2 separate regions of the Gossypium hirsutum genome follow, and region 1 is linked to region 2. A link is a contact called in public Hi-C data. All regions are on one chromosome and are shown on one strand. The core of a region is the stretch at or near the end of the contact, and the rest is flanking DNA. Distances in the headings are between cores, read along the strand shown. Region 1 holds the start of LOC107889565 (auxin-responsive protein IAA16). Region 2 has its middle 11 kb from the start of LOC107926748.

Evidence for each region. Hi-C and Micro-C count contacts between places; a contact is called where the count stands out from the background.
Region 1: a Hi-C map of leaf shows a contact between it and region 2, with 2.5 times the contacts expected there. The contact joins the promoter of LOC107889565 here to the enhancer-like site in region 2. A contact is called at or near these places in 2 of 34 Hi-C or Micro-C datasets (both in leaf).

What each region holds. Positions count from the first base shown.
Region 1 is chrA11:107,024,402-107,029,160 of Gossypium_hirsutum_v2.1, reverse strand. LOC107889565 (auxin-responsive protein IAA16) reads left to right here and starts at 2,616. Exons shown (of 4, transcript XM_016814042.2): 1 at 2,616-3,242; 2 at 3,762-4,151; 3 at 4,252-4,313; 4 at 4,397-4,759. The coding sequence starts at 3,004. The coding sequence ends at 4,434.
Region 2 is chrA11:106,833,141-106,838,009 of Gossypium_hirsutum_v2.1, reverse strand. No RefSeq gene overlaps it. Among protein-coding and RNA genes, the nearest start is that of LOC107926748, 11 kb to the left of the region's middle. Within about 2 kb of position 3,364, at least 3 of the 9 cell types and tissues checked have an H3K27ac peak or open chromatin away from gene starts, as enhancers often do. A contact at or near this core is called in leaf, where this site is marked.

The DNA of each region.
Region 1 (4,759 bases), core at 1,367-3,866, 190 kb before region 2:
GTCGTACATCATTAAGTGCTTTGACGACTCCATCAAACATATCAATTTTGATCGTGCCAATACTTGGGATTCTACATGAAGCATTATTTCTCATCAAAATAACACATTCAGACACTATTTTATAAGTTGCAAACCAATCCCAATTGGGACTCATATGGAAAGTGCAACCAGAATTGAGGATCCACTCATCGCTTATTTTAGAGTTGTCAACAAAAGCAACTAGGATTTTACCATTGTTGTAGTCTTCTACTACATTAGCTTCACTAGATTGTTTTGGTTGTTTTTCTTTTTGATTTGTAGCCTCCTTTTTTATCTTCTTCTGCAACTTTAGCACTCAAACTTAATGTGCCCTTTCTTTTTTCATAAATTACAGGTTTTATCTTTGTTTGAAGATCTCGATCTACCTCTAGATTTATTACGAGGATTTCGTTCCTGTGTCCTCCCATGATTATCACTAATATTTTGTTCTTGTCTCCCATGGACAATGAAACCCTCTTCTTGATAGTCAGATCCAATCACAAGATGTTTCATCTTGTCATACGAGGGTAAGGAAGCATAGACTTCTTCAATTGTGAGAGATTCGTGACTATACAAAATTGTATCTCTAAAGGTTGAATAATACGGGGGCAACGAACAAAGTAGAATTAACCCTAAATCTTCTTTATCATACTGAACTTCCATGGCATCTAAATCTGAAACAATTTCTTTAAACACAATTAACTATTTGAGCACAAATATACCTTCCTCCAAATGATAAGAATAAAGATGTTACTTTAGATGCAACTTGCTAATTAGGATTTTCAACATGCATAGCTATTGCAATTTTCCCCATAATGCAATGACGGTCTTCTCTTTCAACACGTCCTGTAGAATTTCATTCGACAGATGAGGTTGTAATGGCATTAAAGCCTTTAGATCTTTGCACTTCTTCTCTTTATCCGTCAATATCAAAGGCATCTTATCTAACCCTAGCAGGACATCCTCCAAATCCGTTTGTGCAAGACCTGCCTGCATCTTTACTTACCACAACATGAATATGGTGTTATGATCTAACAGCAGAATATCATACTTCATTGTCACCATTACCATGATCTAGATAAGCAACTCGAAAAGTTCTTGATACTAGTTTGTTGAACTAACGTCGATAATAGAAATAAAGAACGATCGCAAAGCAATAAGAAAGAAAAAAGAAAACACATAGATTTTACGTGGAAAACACTTTCGGGAAAAAATCAAGGGCAAAAGAGAAGAAAATTCACTAATGTCAAATTCGATTGATTGATGATGAGTTTCAACTACATCTATTTAAAGGTTGAAAAACCTTATTCTAATCAATGCCAAATAGATAAAGTGTAGTAAGGCTGAAAAACCTTATTCTAATTAAAATAAAATAAAAGAAATGTAGTTCTATATAGATTTTACCATTGTATTTTATTTTAACAATAATTCGGGTTATTCATTTCTAACATGATGAACTCCTTATGTGGTTTGTATTTAATTCTGGATGGTTGGATACTAGAGTTGTTTTGATGTTATCTTAATGCTATAATGATCTGATACATTAATGATTGATTTCATAGTTTGGTTTTATAGTTGTTGGTTGGTTAAGTTTCTAAGGGGGAGTATCATTTTGAATATTGGATTTACCTTACTTGATATTGTTGTAGTGTTTTTGGTAAAAAAGTTGCCAAAAGTGGAGAATGTTAGTTCCAGTTGCACATTTTAGTTGTACTATCAATTACGTCTCACTTTGCATTTGGACAGTTGTATAATTTTCCATATGTGTTGATATATTTTGACTAAATTCTTGTGATTATTTTTCTTACATGTCTTTGAGGGCTTTGAGCATAAATTAATTAGATTTGGTTATGTTGAATATCGTAAAACAAAAACTTTATTTGAAGAGTTTAAGTGTAATTTACTTATTATTTTGAAAGAGATCTTGTTTCTATTGAAGTTCAAATGTTGAAAATCTCTAGTTATTTGATGCCAAATAGAACACCAATTGGAGCAAAATCTACAATTGTCTATGTATTCATGTAAGAATTAGAAAGAGCACTTATTTGTTTATTAGAAGAACTTGCATTAAGTGCAATTTGATTGTAAATAAATTATTTTCATTTTCAGTTTGAGAGTGTGAGGTTTAGGGTGAATTTAGAAATTCTTTTAGGGAGGACTAAAATTAAATTATGAATTTTCGAGCTGTCAAATATAGATTTTATAATGTATTAATTTATGATTTTATAATTTTTAAGATGATATAATTTTAAAATTTTTAAATTTAAAAGGAATTCATTTTCCCCTTGTATCAGTTGGTGAAGTTATAATTAAATCACTATTTATATTGATTTATAGTGGATTTTACTCTTTGAACAAAAGAAACTACAAGGGACACGAATTACGCACCTATGCTATTTTACTCTTCCAATTATTCTATTTATTAAAACTAAACTTACAATCAACAAATAACTCAAAGCTAAAAGAAACCGAGTTAAAATGAATCTTCCGTTTTAAGTCTGATATAATTCAAATGAAATTCGCATGTAATGCCCCTAAAACATGAGATATATACCATAATAAACACCATTGTTAATAGCATCTTCATAAACTGGTTGTAAATTGGTGGAGCCTAGCAGACAAGAGGGAGGCAAACAACACAAACTCTTGTATCATTCTAACAATTACATCATCCATGACGCCACTTCCCCGACACATCTTGGACGGTTGAATTAACACTATCTCCACTTGGAATAATCGTCACCGTCCAAATCCCACAACCATAATATTCCGCAACAGTATATTATCTTTTGACATAAACCATATTTTGGCCTTCTTCTCTACCATTTTCACACTCTTCCTTTAGCAAAACCACATTCTCAAGAGAAACAAAGGGGAAAAAAAAAAGCAGAACGCAAGTGAAGAGATATCAGGAAAGAAAATTAAAGTCGGGTTGCTTTCGGGTTTTTGAGCTTTGTTCGTAAAATTTGGTGTATAAGTAACACAATGACTAGCATTATGGATGCAGAGCGTGACAAGTATAGCATGATTAATTTCGAAGAGACGGAGTTACGTTTAGGATTACCCACAGGCATTGAAAATGATAATGAAACCGCCAAAAATAATGGGAAAAGAGGGTATTCGGATATGGTTGATTTGAAGCTTAACCTTTCAACAACAAAGGAAGCATCGGTGGATGAAGCTGAGAAGATGAAGGAGAAAAACACTGCAAAGCCCCCTGCTAAGTAAGCTACCGTTATACTTTTTCTTTCTCTTGCTTCTTGGTTAGTTAATGATCTTGTTCCTTCATTTTTTTAATTTCTTTTTAGAGACAAGAAGTGAGCATGTACAAGCATCATGAGTATAGTTTTGAATGAAATAATACTTTCTTTTTTTGGCGACGGAAGTTGTTTTCGTCGCTAAAAAGCTCTTTCTGTTACTGAGATTAACTGTTGGATATTAGTTTGAATGGTACTAGAAGATGAGTCTTGATTGAATCTTGGCCATGTAAAGCGTAGAAACAATTTTTAGTGGGATATTTGGTGGCTTTAGTTGTTTGTCGGGAAAAAGAGGGAAAACAAAACATGTGGAATCTTTATTACTTTTCCCAGCAACCAAACAATAATTCAAAAGTTTTAACTTGAAAATGGCTAAGATAGTCCACAGCTAAGCTACCAAACTTTTGGTAGACGTCAATAGTTGACAATATTTTTTTTGTTTTTTTGCTAGTTTTTTTATGGTAAATTTGAATACTTGGATTTTAGGGCACAAGTAGTAGGATGGCCACCGGTCAGGTCCTTTCGGAAAAACATCATGACCGTTCAGAAGAACAGCTCCGACAACAAGGGTGAGAAAACCGGCAGTGGAAACACCATTAACACCGCCTTACCGGCGGCGTTTGTTAAGGTCAGCATGGATGGTGCACCCTATCTACGCAAGGTGGACTTGAAATTATACAAGAGTTACCAAGAACTATCGGATGCCTTAGGCAAAATGTTTAGCTCCTTCACTATTGGTAACTGTGGGGGTTCACAAGGAATGAAAGATTTCATGAATGAAAGCAAATTAATAGATCTCTTGAACGGGTCTGAATATGTTCCTACTTATGAAGACAAAGATGGAGATTGGATGCTTGTTGGTGATGTCCCATGGGAGTAAGTTATTTTCCAACTCCAGTTAATTTTTTTACAGTTATTTATACTAATTAATTTTATGATTTAAAATTAACTCAAATTTTTTAACTAAATTTTGTAGAATGTTTGTCGATTCATGCAAGCGTTTACGAATCATGAAAGGATCAGAAGCCATTGGACTTGGTTAGTAACTATTAGTTCTATGTAGACTAATTTTATTTGAATATATAGAAGCTTATGGGGATAATTTTTCATGGCACTGGCAGCTCCAAGAGCAGTGGAGAAATGCAAGAACAGAAGCTGATGCTAGCTTCATTACAAAACAACAATCTGAGTTAAGAATCAAGTGTTAGTAAGATAAAAAGAAAAGAGAGCAGCAAACCGGTTCGAAAGGGATCGAGCAGGGAGTTTGAATGTGTTCATCAGCATGAAGAAAAAAAGAGAAGAAATTATTAAGAGACAAGAAATCTATACGAAAAATATTTACAAGACTTGGTTTTAATTTCTTCTGTGGGTTGTGTAAGAATTAATAACCTAAAAATTATTAATAATGTTTTTGATTAGTTATGCATGTGATTTCTTTTCTTGTTAATGTTATATTGTAAGAAAAGATTCTGTGCATGTAATAT
Region 2 (4,869 bases), core at 2,115-4,614:
CTTCCTCATTGTGATATTATTGTTCACTTGTATCAAAAAGATAATAATTATGTACAAATCAATCACTTATCATAAGTAAAGGTGTTGACGGGTTGTACAACTATTGCAATATGAATTTAGAAAAAAATTTAGGTTAGAGTTAAAGTTTGATTTGGCCCAATTTGTTTAAATAATTTATTTTACTATTTAAAAATATATTTTATACTAATATTTATATTTTTATATAATTAAATTTAAATAAAATATTTTAAAATTATTCAATTTAAATTTGGGTTGCACAAGGTAGAAAAAGAATCTCTATTCAAGTTTAGTTCAAGCCAAGTTAATTAGACCAAACGAACTATTTAACCCATAAATAAGTCTAATTATAAGTACGATTTTACAAATTTTTTGTTGAACTTTATGTAATTCTAAATTCTAATTTATTAATCTACTAAATTCTCAAGAGGCCTATGTACAGGCAAATTAATTCCTCTCAAATAAATAGAGTATAATTTAGTCCATATATAATAAGAAATTGAGCAAATAAGAATAATTGATGATAGTAAGGGCGAAGTCAGGAAATTTGGATTTTGAGTTTAATTTTTTTTCAAAATTAAAATATTCATAAAAGTCATATAAACTAATGCATAATACTAATCATTGATGTATTTGGTTAAAGTAAAACTATTGTAGAGCTATTAAAATAGTGACTAGAAGAAAAGTTACTTCAAATAAATTTAAATAGCGCGTAACTTAATTTATAATTGTCCACAATGTTTTGTCTTGTGTTGAAACTTTTGAATTGTTTTCTTGTCAATGTTAATAAAAATATTTTTCTAAACATATGTAATCAAACAATCATTCATCCATTAATCTCCAATTTGATTCTTCGAAATGATTTTTTTACAATTTTCATTGCAAAAGATATGATCTCCACACTTATTGTAGCAACTAGCAAAATTAACGTAAGTCAACATTTTGAACAAATAAATCTAAGCATTTCTTTTAGAAAATACTCTACTAGTAAACCTTCTTTTAAAATATTTTTCACTCATATTAAACATTTAGAACAAATAAATCTAAGTTTTAAACACAGGTTTTCACAAAGCAACATATAACTAGTAATTTTCTTTCACAAAAATAAAAATCAGTTAAGCTTTTTGGTAGCATGAGAATGCAATGTGTTGGTTTTAAACTTTCAATCAATATTCATGAAATTCAAGATTATAAATACAATCAATCCTAATTTATTCAATGATTTAGATTAATTAGACAATTAAGATGTTAGGAATAAAATTAATACCTCAAACTCATTTAAAAATAAAAAAATAAGTTTTGCAATAAAAAAATCCTATGTCAAAAAAAAATCACAATCCTAATTTTCTAGATGTTAACCACAATTCTAATTTTCTAAAGATTAATCAATAAAGCTTAAAAAGAAAAGAAGAGTTATTATCAAATTAGGGGACTAACTAGAAAGTATTGAAATATTGATCACTTTTCTTGTAAAAAGTTCTAAAGAGAGTGTCCTAGAGATAAAAAAAAAGTGAGAGAAAAGTTTCGATTGTTGAAAAAAAATAAAAGATAAAAAGAATTTTTAGATTTTAACAATGGAAAGAGATTCATTTATTTTTATATAAAATTGATTTTAAATTCTTTGTAAAACAAGATTTTATTTTTTAGGTTGAATCACCATGAAAAATATTTGATATATAAGTTTCTAGATTTTACAAGTTGGGTTAAGGTTGGTAAGTGTCTAATTATAAAAATAAAAGGTTGAATTTTTTTCTAAATAAAGGAAGATAAATACAAATGAAAAAAAAACCATGGTTAGGCGCAAATTCACAATTGGTTGAATTTTAAAAAATATATATTCACATAATTTATAATATACTCAAAATTTTACTTAATTAATTCTAAAAAATTTCTTATAAAAATTCAAAAGAAAAAATAAAATTTTAATTTAAAAAAATTAAAATTTTTAAAAAGAATTTTTAATTTTTTTAATTTTTCAAGATTTTGGAAATATTTATTAATTTTTTAAAATATTATATAATTTTATATTTTTTTATTTTTAAAATTAAACTAATTGAAGATGGACAACTGAAGATGTTTTCCAAAACTATGTTTTTCTTTTTCTTTTCACAATCGATTTAAATAGTTAATGTTGTAATCAATTATCTTTTTTTTTTAATTTTAAAGAAATGAATTATTTATCAGCCAAGCATTCTCTTACGGCTAGATCCAATCTTCCGGTCCCTGCGGAAACGGAAAAGAAAAATAGGGACTAAACTATCCTCTTTAATTTGAAATTAAAAAATTTATTCTTAATTTAATAATTTATTAATGAAAATACTAATAGATTAAATTGCTCTATTTATTTGAAGAACTAAATTGCCTTAGATCTTATACTACAATAACCTTTCGGAGGGGCTAAAATTAAATTGTCTATATCTTTATAATTTTTAAAGGATTAAATAAAATTTTTAAAAATTGTAAGGGTCAAAATAAAAAATTTTCCATTTTAGGGGGCCAAGACCCTTATCAGCTCCCCTAAATCTGCCTCTACTCCTAGTATTGATTAAAATATAATTACGTTATTAGTCTTGTATTTTTATAGAATTTGATTAAAAGTTAAAAATTCAGCCCACATGTCGATTTTAAAATTATTTTTCAATCATTATCATCGTTGATAGTTCACATTAGAACATATTTATTTTTCGTCAATCATATATCACATTATATAAGGAAAATCTAATTAATACGTTAAATTAATAAATTTTAACAAAAAAATATGGACAATATTAATTATCAATATATAATTTTTAAATAAAAATTGCAATCTGTCAAAATACAATTAGACTAACAGCAATTATTGTAGGGGATATAATGATGTAAATACAGAAATTCAAATTTAAATAATTAATATATTCTTTAAAGAATAATTAATATATCTCTATACAGAAATGAAATTGATGTGGACAAATATTGTTATATAAGAGATCCGATTTTTTACTTTTTTGCCTAATAAAACCTTAAAACTTTGAGGTCTTCCAGTTATGTACTAATTTTATTAGTTTGAATATGTTGAATGGTATTTCTGTAAAATTTGAAATATTTAAGTTGAAAACATTTAGAAAATCTATTATTATTATTATATTTTACACCATAATCATTATAAAATTTATTACAAAACCCTAAACTATTTGTGTTTTTATTTTATTTTATTGTAGTGGGTGGAAGCTGTGTGTTGATTTGTTTGCTTGTGTGTTATTGTCAATGTGGGGGGTGGATGTAATGAAGGAATTGATGGTTTTGGAATGGGTGAATTGAACTGCTGCTTTTTCAATGTTTGCTGCCCCCCATTACACGGCCGGCCCCCCTTCACCACCACTATCACTATCATTTGAGGTTCAGATTTTGACATTCATTTCACCTCTTCACACCTCTTATGGTTATTATTTTGATTATATACATTATGATAAAAAAATTATAAATATTTTTGGGAAGCATGACTATGAGGCAACAACCTCAATGGTATGGAGAAGCAGTTGAGCAGTCACTCTCTGTGATTCTAAAATAGGTAGCTCTGCTTATTAGTTTTCAGAAAGGCCATCATACATGGTACGATTTAAAATCTGACTCTTCTTTCTTTGAATTATATGATGACCATTTTCTACTAGGGTTTTTGTTTTTTCTACAAGGCCTTACATTTAGCGTTTGCCGCCACTCGCCTTCTGCCCGTGGCCTACATTTACACTCTACTAATACTTGGCTTCGGTTAATTATTAATAATTTTAGTAGGTATGTAATAAAAAATATATTGCAAAACAATACTATTAGATTTGTCTATAGATTAGGTCAAGCCTTAACAAATTTTTAGGCTCATTTGATAGGTTTGAGTTCGGCCTGGTCTGTAAAAACGAGTTTAAAATTTTACCTAAGTTTAGCTCAGATAAAAATACTAAAATCTAGGCTCGGTGTAGCCCGCTCATATTAATTTTTTATATTATTTTTTTATATAATTTTTGAAAAATATATAGTACATCAAAAACACTAAAAACATAAAAATAAATATTTCTTAACAAATTGAAAATAAATTAAAAAAATATTTATAGCAAAATTAACAATAAAATAAGAAGTATACTATATATATCCAAACAATAAAAATAAAATAATAGCAAGATAATAGTGAAATGATAACAAAATAATGATAAAACAACAAGAAAACAGCAAGCAAGAAAACAACAACAAAAAATTTCTTTTTGCAAATTCAAGCTAGGCCAGGGTCAAAAAATCTTTGTCGAGACCCCGTCCATTTTTTAAACAAGTCTTAGTTTTTGCCCTATCTCATTTTTTAAGCCTATATTTTTGTCTAAACCCTTCAACTTTTCGGATGAGCGCCCATGAACAAGTCTAGGTGTTAATAATTTAGAAATTATGTTAGTATTTTAACTAAAATAAAGTATTTAAATTATCTAATGGTATTGTAAAAAGATGGTTTACCAAATTATGTCAGAAATTAAATGTTAAATTTGAGCGTCATATAGAGACTAAAATTAAAAATTTGACCAATGCTATATAATCTTAAAACCAAAAGGCTAGAAATGTCAAATTCAAGATTTTAGGTCCTATAGTTTTTAAATTTAAAAATTCAAGTCGTGTTAGTAACGCTATTAAAAATATAATATTTATCTAATAAAAAAATCAAAATGAATCATATATTGTTTTTAAAAAAATCAACTAATTTACTTCTTCAATGAAATTAACAAAAGTAAAAGTAGAATGACCAAAAATATCAAATGGAATTTACCTTATTAATCCATTTTAATAAAAGAACAAAAATCATCCAACGATTAATATCAAGAAAAGAAATTGGTAAACAAC